2 separate regions of the Macaca mulatta genome follow, and region 1 is linked to region 2. The links are chromatin contacts, called in public Hi-C maps. All regions are on one chromosome and are shown on one strand. The core of a region is the stretch at or near the end of the contact, and the rest is flanking DNA. Distances in the headings are between cores, read along the strand shown. Region 1 holds the start of TPMT (thiopurine S-methyltransferase). Region 2 holds the start of DEK (DEK proto-oncogene).

What was found. Hi-C and Micro-C count contacts between places; a contact is called where the count stands out from the background.
Region 1: a Hi-C map of cortical neurons shows a contact between it and region 2, with 4 times the contacts expected there. The contact joins the promoter of TPMT here to the promoter of DEK in region 2. A contact is called at or near these places in 2 of 14 Hi-C or Micro-C datasets (cortical neurons and liver).

What each region holds. Positions count from the first base shown.
Region 1 is chr4:164,924,549-164,928,685 of T2T-MMU8v2.0, reverse strand. TPMT (thiopurine S-methyltransferase) reads right to left here and starts at 1,290. Exons shown (of 9, transcript XM_015135621.3): 1 at 1,208-1,290. KDM1B (lysine demethylase 1B) reads left to right here and starts at 1,473. Exons shown (of 20, transcript XM_078000919.1): 1 at 1,473-1,790; 2 at 2,103-2,146. The coding sequence starts at 1,545.
Region 2 is chr4:164,816,293-164,820,175 of T2T-MMU8v2.0, reverse strand. DEK (DEK proto-oncogene) reads right to left here and starts at 2,080. Exons shown (of 11, transcript NM_001257528.1): 1 at 1,941-2,080; 2 at 1,406-1,559. The coding sequence starts at 1,550.

The DNA.
Region 1 (4,137 bases), core at 41-2,540, 110 kb before region 2:
ATTGCTTTCACACAAACTTGAACTGTCTAACAAAATCATGCACATAATTTAATCACGTCTTAGCTGTTTGTTTTTGAGACAGGGTTTCCCTCTATCCCCCAGGCTGGAGTGCAGTCGTATAATGACACTTCCATCTCCAACACTGGGGCTCAAGGAATCCTCCCACTTCAACCTCCTGAGTACCTGGGACTACAAGGGTGTACCACCATGCCTGGCTAATTTTTAAATATTTTGTAGAGACAGGGTCTTGCTAGGTTACCCAGGCTGGTCTCAAACTCCTGGGCTCAACGTCTTAGCTGTTCTAACAATTTCTCAGCATGGACTCCACTTGTACACACCATTTCTAGAGAAATAAAGTTTATTGCTATAATAAAAAAAAAGTGCACATTACAAGAATTAAGGAAGGGAAATTTCACAATAATTCGTGCCCACAAACAGAAAGTGTAGATGTGCTCCTTTGGTCATACAAGTCCTCAAGTTGTTCTAGTCTCCATTCTCACCTTTTCAAAAGCATCTGCTATAATTTTGTTTTTAAATTTCATAAAATTGAAGAGAAACTTCCCTAAGGTGCACAAATCTTAAAAGAGTATGACTCGGTGAATTTTTTACATATGCATACACCTGTGTAACCCACCACAGAACAAGACAGAATGTTTACAGCACCCCAGTTTCCCACATCTCCAGGGAATCACTCACTATTTGGCAGTATTTCTCTTTTTCTAAAAATCATTAATACACCAGGCTGGGGCAAAAACCAAGAGTCCGTTTCCATAAAAAAAAAATTTTGAAAAATTAGCCAAGCGTGGTGCAGCGAGCCTGTAGTCCCAGCTACTGAGGAGGCTGGGGCGGGAAGATCAATTGAGCCCAGGAGTTTCAGGTTACAGTGAGCTATGATTGTGCCACTGCACACTAGCCTGGGCGACAGAGGGAGACCCTGTCTGTAAAAGAAAAAAGAAAAAAAAATTAAAACACACCAATGCTTTGGACACACTTTAAATATTGGACCTTGGATTCAGGTCATTTATTGTCCAATCTCGTTCTTCCCAATTTCCACTTCAGCCCTGAACCCCACTTCACAGGCCTGATTGCTGGGTTGTCTACGCTTGTAAGAATTCCTGGGAGCCCTAGCACAAGCGCATACACTCCTAGCAAATCGTTCCGTTTCTCACCCGCCCCCTCCGCCCCCTAGGGAGCCTACCACGCTTACAGCGCGTTGCCAGCCTTTGCCTCCGCCACTGCCGACGTCCTCAGGAGCCAGTCCAGGTCCGCGCCAGCCTCCGCCACCTCTCTGCGCCCCGCCTCCGCCCGCGCCCCGCCTCCGCCCGCGCCCCGCCTCCGCCCGCGCCCCGCCTCCGCCCGCGCCCCGCCTCCGCCCGCGCCCCGCCTCTTTCCCGCGCCCCGCCTCTTTCCCGCGCCCCGCCTCTTTTCCGCCCCGCCTCAGTTCCCGCCCCCTCCCTCGGCGCCCCGTCTCCACTCCCGCCCCGTACCTCGTTGCACAGACTCCACCCCCTTCCCCAGGCGCCTGGGTTTGCGCAGCGGCGGAAATGGGCAGGGCGGAGCGAGCGCCGCGGCTAAAGCGAAGGCGGGGACCCTACCCATCCCTGGTCCCGTCGGCTCCTCCCACCCCGGGTCACGCCGTGACAGGGGCGGAAGCGGCGGCGGCGGCGGCGGCGGCCGAGAGGAGGCTGGGGCTCGCGGCGCGGCTCCTGCCGTCCTGTGCGCGCGGCGCGCGGCTCCGGAGAGGCGCCCGCAGTCCAGGGCGGCGCGCACCGCCTCGCTGGCGCTCAGAGGTGGGAGACTCCCCACTCCGGGGGCGTGCGTGGGGACCGTGGCGAATTTCGGGTGACAGCGTTGCATAAAGCAGCTTGGTTGGGGTGCAAGCCCTCCCTCTCCCCCTGTGCAGCGCCCCTCGCCGTAGTGGGAGGTGGGCGGGTGCCCCAGGGACGGATACCTCATGCCCCGGATTAAAAGAGGGTGCAGGGTGGGTAGCTGTCTGAAGAAGGGGGAATTCCCGGGCTAGAGTGTTGGGGTAGTGGGGTCGCCAGATTCGTCGCGATGTTGCCGGTCTCCTAACCCCCCTACAATGTTTCCTTTCTGTACAGCGGTGCCTTTTCCCCGAGACTCCCGGCACCTCTTCAGCGAAAAGGTGAGCCCCGGGGCAGTTGCTTCTCCGACTTCGAAAAGCTTCCGAAAGCTTCTTGGAAAGCGAGGCGGCTGCAGCTGGCACCGGGAGTTTGGGGCTCCCTCCTGGGGACTGTCAGAGCCGCGGGAGAACCCCACGGTCCTGGAGTAGGAACTCCCTCGCTCGTTCTTCCCGGCCGGTAGGGTGCGGCCCGGAGCCCACACAGCCTTGCAGGTGTTGTAGTAATCCTCTGGCACAGCCACCACGCATTGAGACTTGATGAGCATTGCCAGGTTGCTGGGGTAACTCCTCTGGGATTGGAGATTTGGAGGAGGGGTGGCCCGATTAGGGTAGCTGTTAGTCAACGGCCGGGCAGCTGACAGGTGAAAGAGGAAGGAAGAGGCCGACCCAGCTGTAGAAAGTTAGGGTTCAGTGATGTGGAAACCAGCCACATAGAGGCCCAGTCTTCCCTTGGGTGAGCCTGGAGGACTCCCCAGTCCACTCCAGTTGGGGAATCCCCCACACCACGTATACACACATAACTCAAGGCTTTGGCCAGTTTTGTTTTGTGCTTTTAAATCTATTTTAGTGGCAGAAAGGCGAGTGGGAGGGAAGGCTTCTTCAGGAGGTACATGAGAAAATTACCATCAATAATTAATTGTCTTGCAGGGAGAGTCAACAAAAGATATCTAGGCAATTGGGGATTTAATATTGAATCATTGAACTGCATGCTGAATATTGAATAATTCAATATTGAATTGTACTGGATCCCTATTTCTGAAGATTTGATTAGTGTGGGAGTAATAAGGTGCTAGTCCCCCATTTTAAGTGTCCCAAGGAAAATTTCTGTTTCTGTTGTCTCTGAAGAAGTTTCTAGTAGTTTGTCCTATTTTTAGAAGTTGTACTGACTCCACTATGAATTTGTATTTTAGATTGGTCCTTTTGATTCATATTTGTATGAATTCTGTGTGTTTCTTAAACATCTTTTTGAGGCCGGGTGCCGTGGCTCACGCCTGTAATCCCAGCACTTTGGGAGGCCGAGGTGGGCGATCAGTTGAGGTCAGGAGTACTTCAAGACCAGCCTGGCAAAGGTGGCAAAACCTGGTCTCTATTAAAAATACAAAAATTAGCCGGACGTGGTGGCACACACCTGTAATCCCAGCTACTTGGGAGGCTGAGGCAGAAGAATCCCGTGAACCTGGTGGGGTGGAGGTTGTAGTGAGCCGAGATGGCACCACTGCAGTCCAGCCTGAGCCACGGAGGAAGACTCCGTCTCAAGAAAGAAAAAAAAAAACTTTTTGAATAAGCTGCTTCAGAAAAACCTAGGAATTATAATGAAATCTACATATTGATATATCCACTTATATATTTACCAAAAAACCCCACTTTTTTCTTTTATCACATTAAAAGAAAACCAAAGCCAAATTTTAAATGCTTGAATTAAAAATTAGAAATATGTGTATAATGTTGAGCATGAAACCAATTGATTATATTTAGGTGTGTTTATTAATTTGAAAAATCAAAAAGGAAAACATTTTAATATACTAAAAAGTTTTTTCTTCATTTTAAGACCTAAGGACCCAGCAAATGGAAATATATGAATTACATTAAGTGTCAAAAATTCTTAGAATGGATTCATATAACCCTCAATTGTATAATTAAAGTTGAAAATATACTACCATAAAAACCTTCAGTCAGATTTAATAATGGCTTTTGTAGCTCATGTTTTCATTTCCTTGTTAACTATTTCTTGAATTCTTTGTTGCATTAAGTACATATTTTCTAGTATTCAGTTAGATTAAAATGTTTGATGAAATTTCAGGAAACTATACTTTCTTTTGAGAATGCACACCTTCCCAGGTGACAGGGTCAAATGTTGCATGAACCTAAGCTGATTCATTTATGTTCCTAAACCTCACATTTGACTTCAGATATTTTTGCTATAATACTTACACATGTAAGTATTTTATGTATGCTATATGTTTACAAATACTATATTATATATTTACATATGC
Region 2 (3,883 bases), core at 831-3,330:
CATGTTTTAAAAAATAATGTGTCTAGAACAAAACATGGGATTATTTCAACTACCAACTGTTCCCCAAGCATTACTGCGTTGGCCATTTACAGTATATTTACATGACTTCTCTAATTCTTTCCTGACATGAAAAAAATTCACCATTTCTTTGGCATCTCAACCCTGCCCCCACAAAAAGACTAAAATACAAACAAAAAATTGGAGAAAAAGTGCAGAGCCTCTTTGGCTAGTAGTGAGATAGTGCACCCAGTTTTGCTGTTGTATTAAAAATAATTTTAAAATAACATATTATTAAGCAATAGTTTATATAAAAACTTATACTCAAAAAGCCATGCTTTACTTAAAAATGCCCTTCTTAGGGCACATACCACTTTAAACAAACAAAAGGCACATCTTGTAATCTTAACCCAGATTGTGACCACAGGCTGGTTGAGGCTTAAAAAAAAAAATCCGGGTTTAGGAAGAGAGCTTCAACCTCTTCCCAAGTGTGCCTGAGTCGTAAACATATACGAAGTAAACCCAGACTAGGCTAATATCAAAGAATGCTGAGAGACGCGACTTATACGAAATAAATTCAGACTAGGCTAATATCAAAGAATGCTGAGACGCGACTTGGATTTTTAAATGTTTGGAAACAGTCAAGAAGCGGGTACACCTGAAACAGACACTGCATGCATCCTGGATAAACTGACGCGGCACACTCCTCCATTCTGTTAAGTTTCCGTTTCACATCTCCAGTCAAATCAGGGTTCATAACGCCCTCCCTTAAAACAGACTCAGGTTCGAAACCGAGACAGTGCTGGGCTCACATTTAACTTTCTTTCAGAGTTCACTTTTTTCATTTTTAACTACTTTCTCAAGTAGCAACAGCTTTCACCGCTGTTTGCCAGGGAGGGAAACTTTTTGGCAAATGTAAAAATATTTTTAAGCATTCAAATACTTACAGGTCTCGCCTTAATAACTTCAGTCTTAACAGACTGCACTAAGACCTTACAATAACTTCAAAAGGCAAAAGATGTGTCATGAAACGGACAAAATTAGAACATCCACTTAGCAACTTCAAAGGTGCACACACGGAGTTAAAAAAAAAAATCAAATCCAAGACCGACAAACTTCCCGTCAAACGATGAAATGTTAACGAGCATTCAGAGCGGGCGAGAAGTCGGCTGCACTCCAATACATCACTACTACGGTAACAAATACTTTAAAAACCGGAATTCACAAAGTCAATTCTACGCCATCGCTCAGCACAAAAGCAGATAAATTGTGCACACGTTCTCGCTGAAAATTACTCCGACTTTACGCCTCTAAGCACGAAAAGAGCAAGAAAACTTGTTTCCTGGGGGAAAAAAACAAAAAAACTTCGGTCTGAAAAATCCATCACTTGGGACGCGACTCCCCCCACCTTTTTCCTCCTCTTCCTCCTCGTCGTCGTCCTCGTCTTCTTCCTCCTCGCTCTCCTCTCTGGGACCAGGCATTTCGGGTTCTTTCTCGGATGCGGGCTGGGCGGGGGTTCCCTCTCCCTCCGCAGCAGGGGCCGAGGCGGACATGCTGTGAACCTTCGTACGGGGAGAAAGCCGGACGTCTCTGTCCCCCTACTCCTGCGGGTAGGACCCGGCGGCCACCCTGAAGGATGCGACCCTTCCCGCGGGACACCTGCCCTTAAAGTTGCCTCCTCCCGTAGCGCTCAGTCCCCAGGGGCGGCTTCCCTCCCGCTACGCCCGCCGCCGTCCAGGGATTCCCGAGGCGGGAAACCGCGCCCGCCGCCCCCGCGCGCGCGCGCCCGCCCGGCCTGCGCTGTTCCCGGCCCGGCCCGGCCCGAGCTGCCGGCCCTCCACGTCCCCTCCCCCGCCCCAGGCCGCCGTCCAAATGGCCGCGTCCCTCCCCCGTCGGCCGCGGCAGGGGCGACCGGGCCTCTGGTGTCCCGACGCAGCCCTCACCGCGGATCCCGGCCGCCACGGGCCTGGCACGCGAGGGCACGAGGAGGTTCTGGGAGGCGGCGGCGGCCGACGCCGAGGAGAAGGCGCGCGGGCCGCTGTCTGGCGTGACGCTCGCTGCCGCGCGCTCGGCTCCCCAGAATCAACAAGATTTTCAAAATGGCGGTTCGGGAAGGAGAGCGGGAATGCGGCGACCAATCAGGGCCGCGAGCTGGGAGTTGGCGGGCGCGGGGCGGGGGAGGCGGGGTGGCCGGGCGCCTCCACGGGAAGCCCGGGCGGGCGGGACCGCGAGGGGTCGCCTCGGCCGCGGGCGGAGGGATGCGCTCTCGGGGCTCTTCCCGGCTGCGCCTGGCGTGCGGTCGGCGCTCGGGCCCCGGAGTGCTTGCGGGCTGTGTCCCGCGGGGCGGGCGGGAGCGGGAGGCGAGGCGGCCTGGCAGCGCGGAACGGAAGGACGCTAGGGGGCCTGCGTGTTTATTGTCTTCACCCTCGCTTCCCGGAAAAGATGATGAGCAGTCCCGGGCGCGGAGGGGCGCGGCGGGCATCGGTAAAGAAGTTGAGAGATCCCTGAAGTCGCTATCTACAGTGTTTCTCCGAGGCGGAGGGGTATTAATCAGCCGTCTCATCAATGCCCCAGAAATCGTGCTGGGTGATAGATAATTTCCAAATCTGCTGTATTTCTGAGGACCCCATCGCTTGTAAGGTCTACCGTAAGGAAAAAGATCCTACCTGCCACGTTAAAGGTTCACATAGCCAACCACATAGATTTACACCCCTGTAAATATAAGGGGAATGGCTCCCTCCCACCCCATTCCTTCCCCTCTCCTCTCTCACACACTGTTCTATAGTAGAGGTAATTTGGCCGGTCCAGACCCTTCTACCTGAGTTCTAGGCCATCTATGCAAATGTTTTTACACATTCAACACTGCAGACACTCAAAGAAGTATCTTCCCTGCTCAGTGCTGCCTTCTTTTGTATGTGATTTCATTTTCTCCCAAATCTTCAACCACTAGCTCACCCAAAGGATCCTTGTACTCAGTGGACTTAATGGAAATGTGATCAGTGAAATTTGCTAGGACTCCCGGTTGCAGGACAAAAATTTGACATTTCCTTTGAATCTTCCCTTTTCCCTTTGTTCCCCTTCCAAAACATACACAAATAGTGTCATTTCTACCCTCAAATTGTATACCATTTTTCCCACTATTGATTCCACTCAAATCCTATCCAAACTCTACAGCTCGTCTCTCCTTGTTGCCTGAAATGTGGTTGGGAGTGGGGGGTTGTGTTTCAGCCCTATTTGTGTTACAACTCTTTCAGTCCTACCATTTGGCAGTCCCTGAGTTCTGGTCCTGTGTCCAGGAAGAATGAGGCACGCAAACAACTGGAGGGTGAGCAAGATGGACAGGAGCTTCACCGAGTGACAGAACAGTTCTCAGGAGACCTGAAGTGGGTTGCGCCTTTCTGCAGGGGGGTTGTCCCGACTAGTGTCCTGCCCTCAGTGGAGAGGAGACCCGAAGTGGACAGCTGCTTTCTGTAGGCAGGTCGTCCTGACAAGTTGAGGAGACCAAACCGGGTAACTCCTTTCTGCAGCTGGTAGTCCTGACCTCTGGCTGAGTCTGTTTTTTTTTGTTTGTTTGTTTTTTTGTTTTTTTTTTTGAGACGGAGTCTCTCTCTGTCGCCCAGGCTGGAGTGCAGTGGCCGGATCTCAGCTCACTGCAAGCTCTGCCTCCGGGGTTTATGCCATTCTCCTGCCTCAGCCTCCCGAGTAGCTGGGACTACAGGCACCTGCCACCTCGCCCGGGTAGTTTTTTCGTATTTTTTAGTAGAGACGGGGTTTCACCGTGTTAGCCAGGATGGTGTCGATCTCCTGACCTCGTGATCCGCCCGTCTTGGCCTCCCAAAGTGCTGGGATTACAGGCTTGAGCCACCGCACCCGGCGAGTCTGGGGT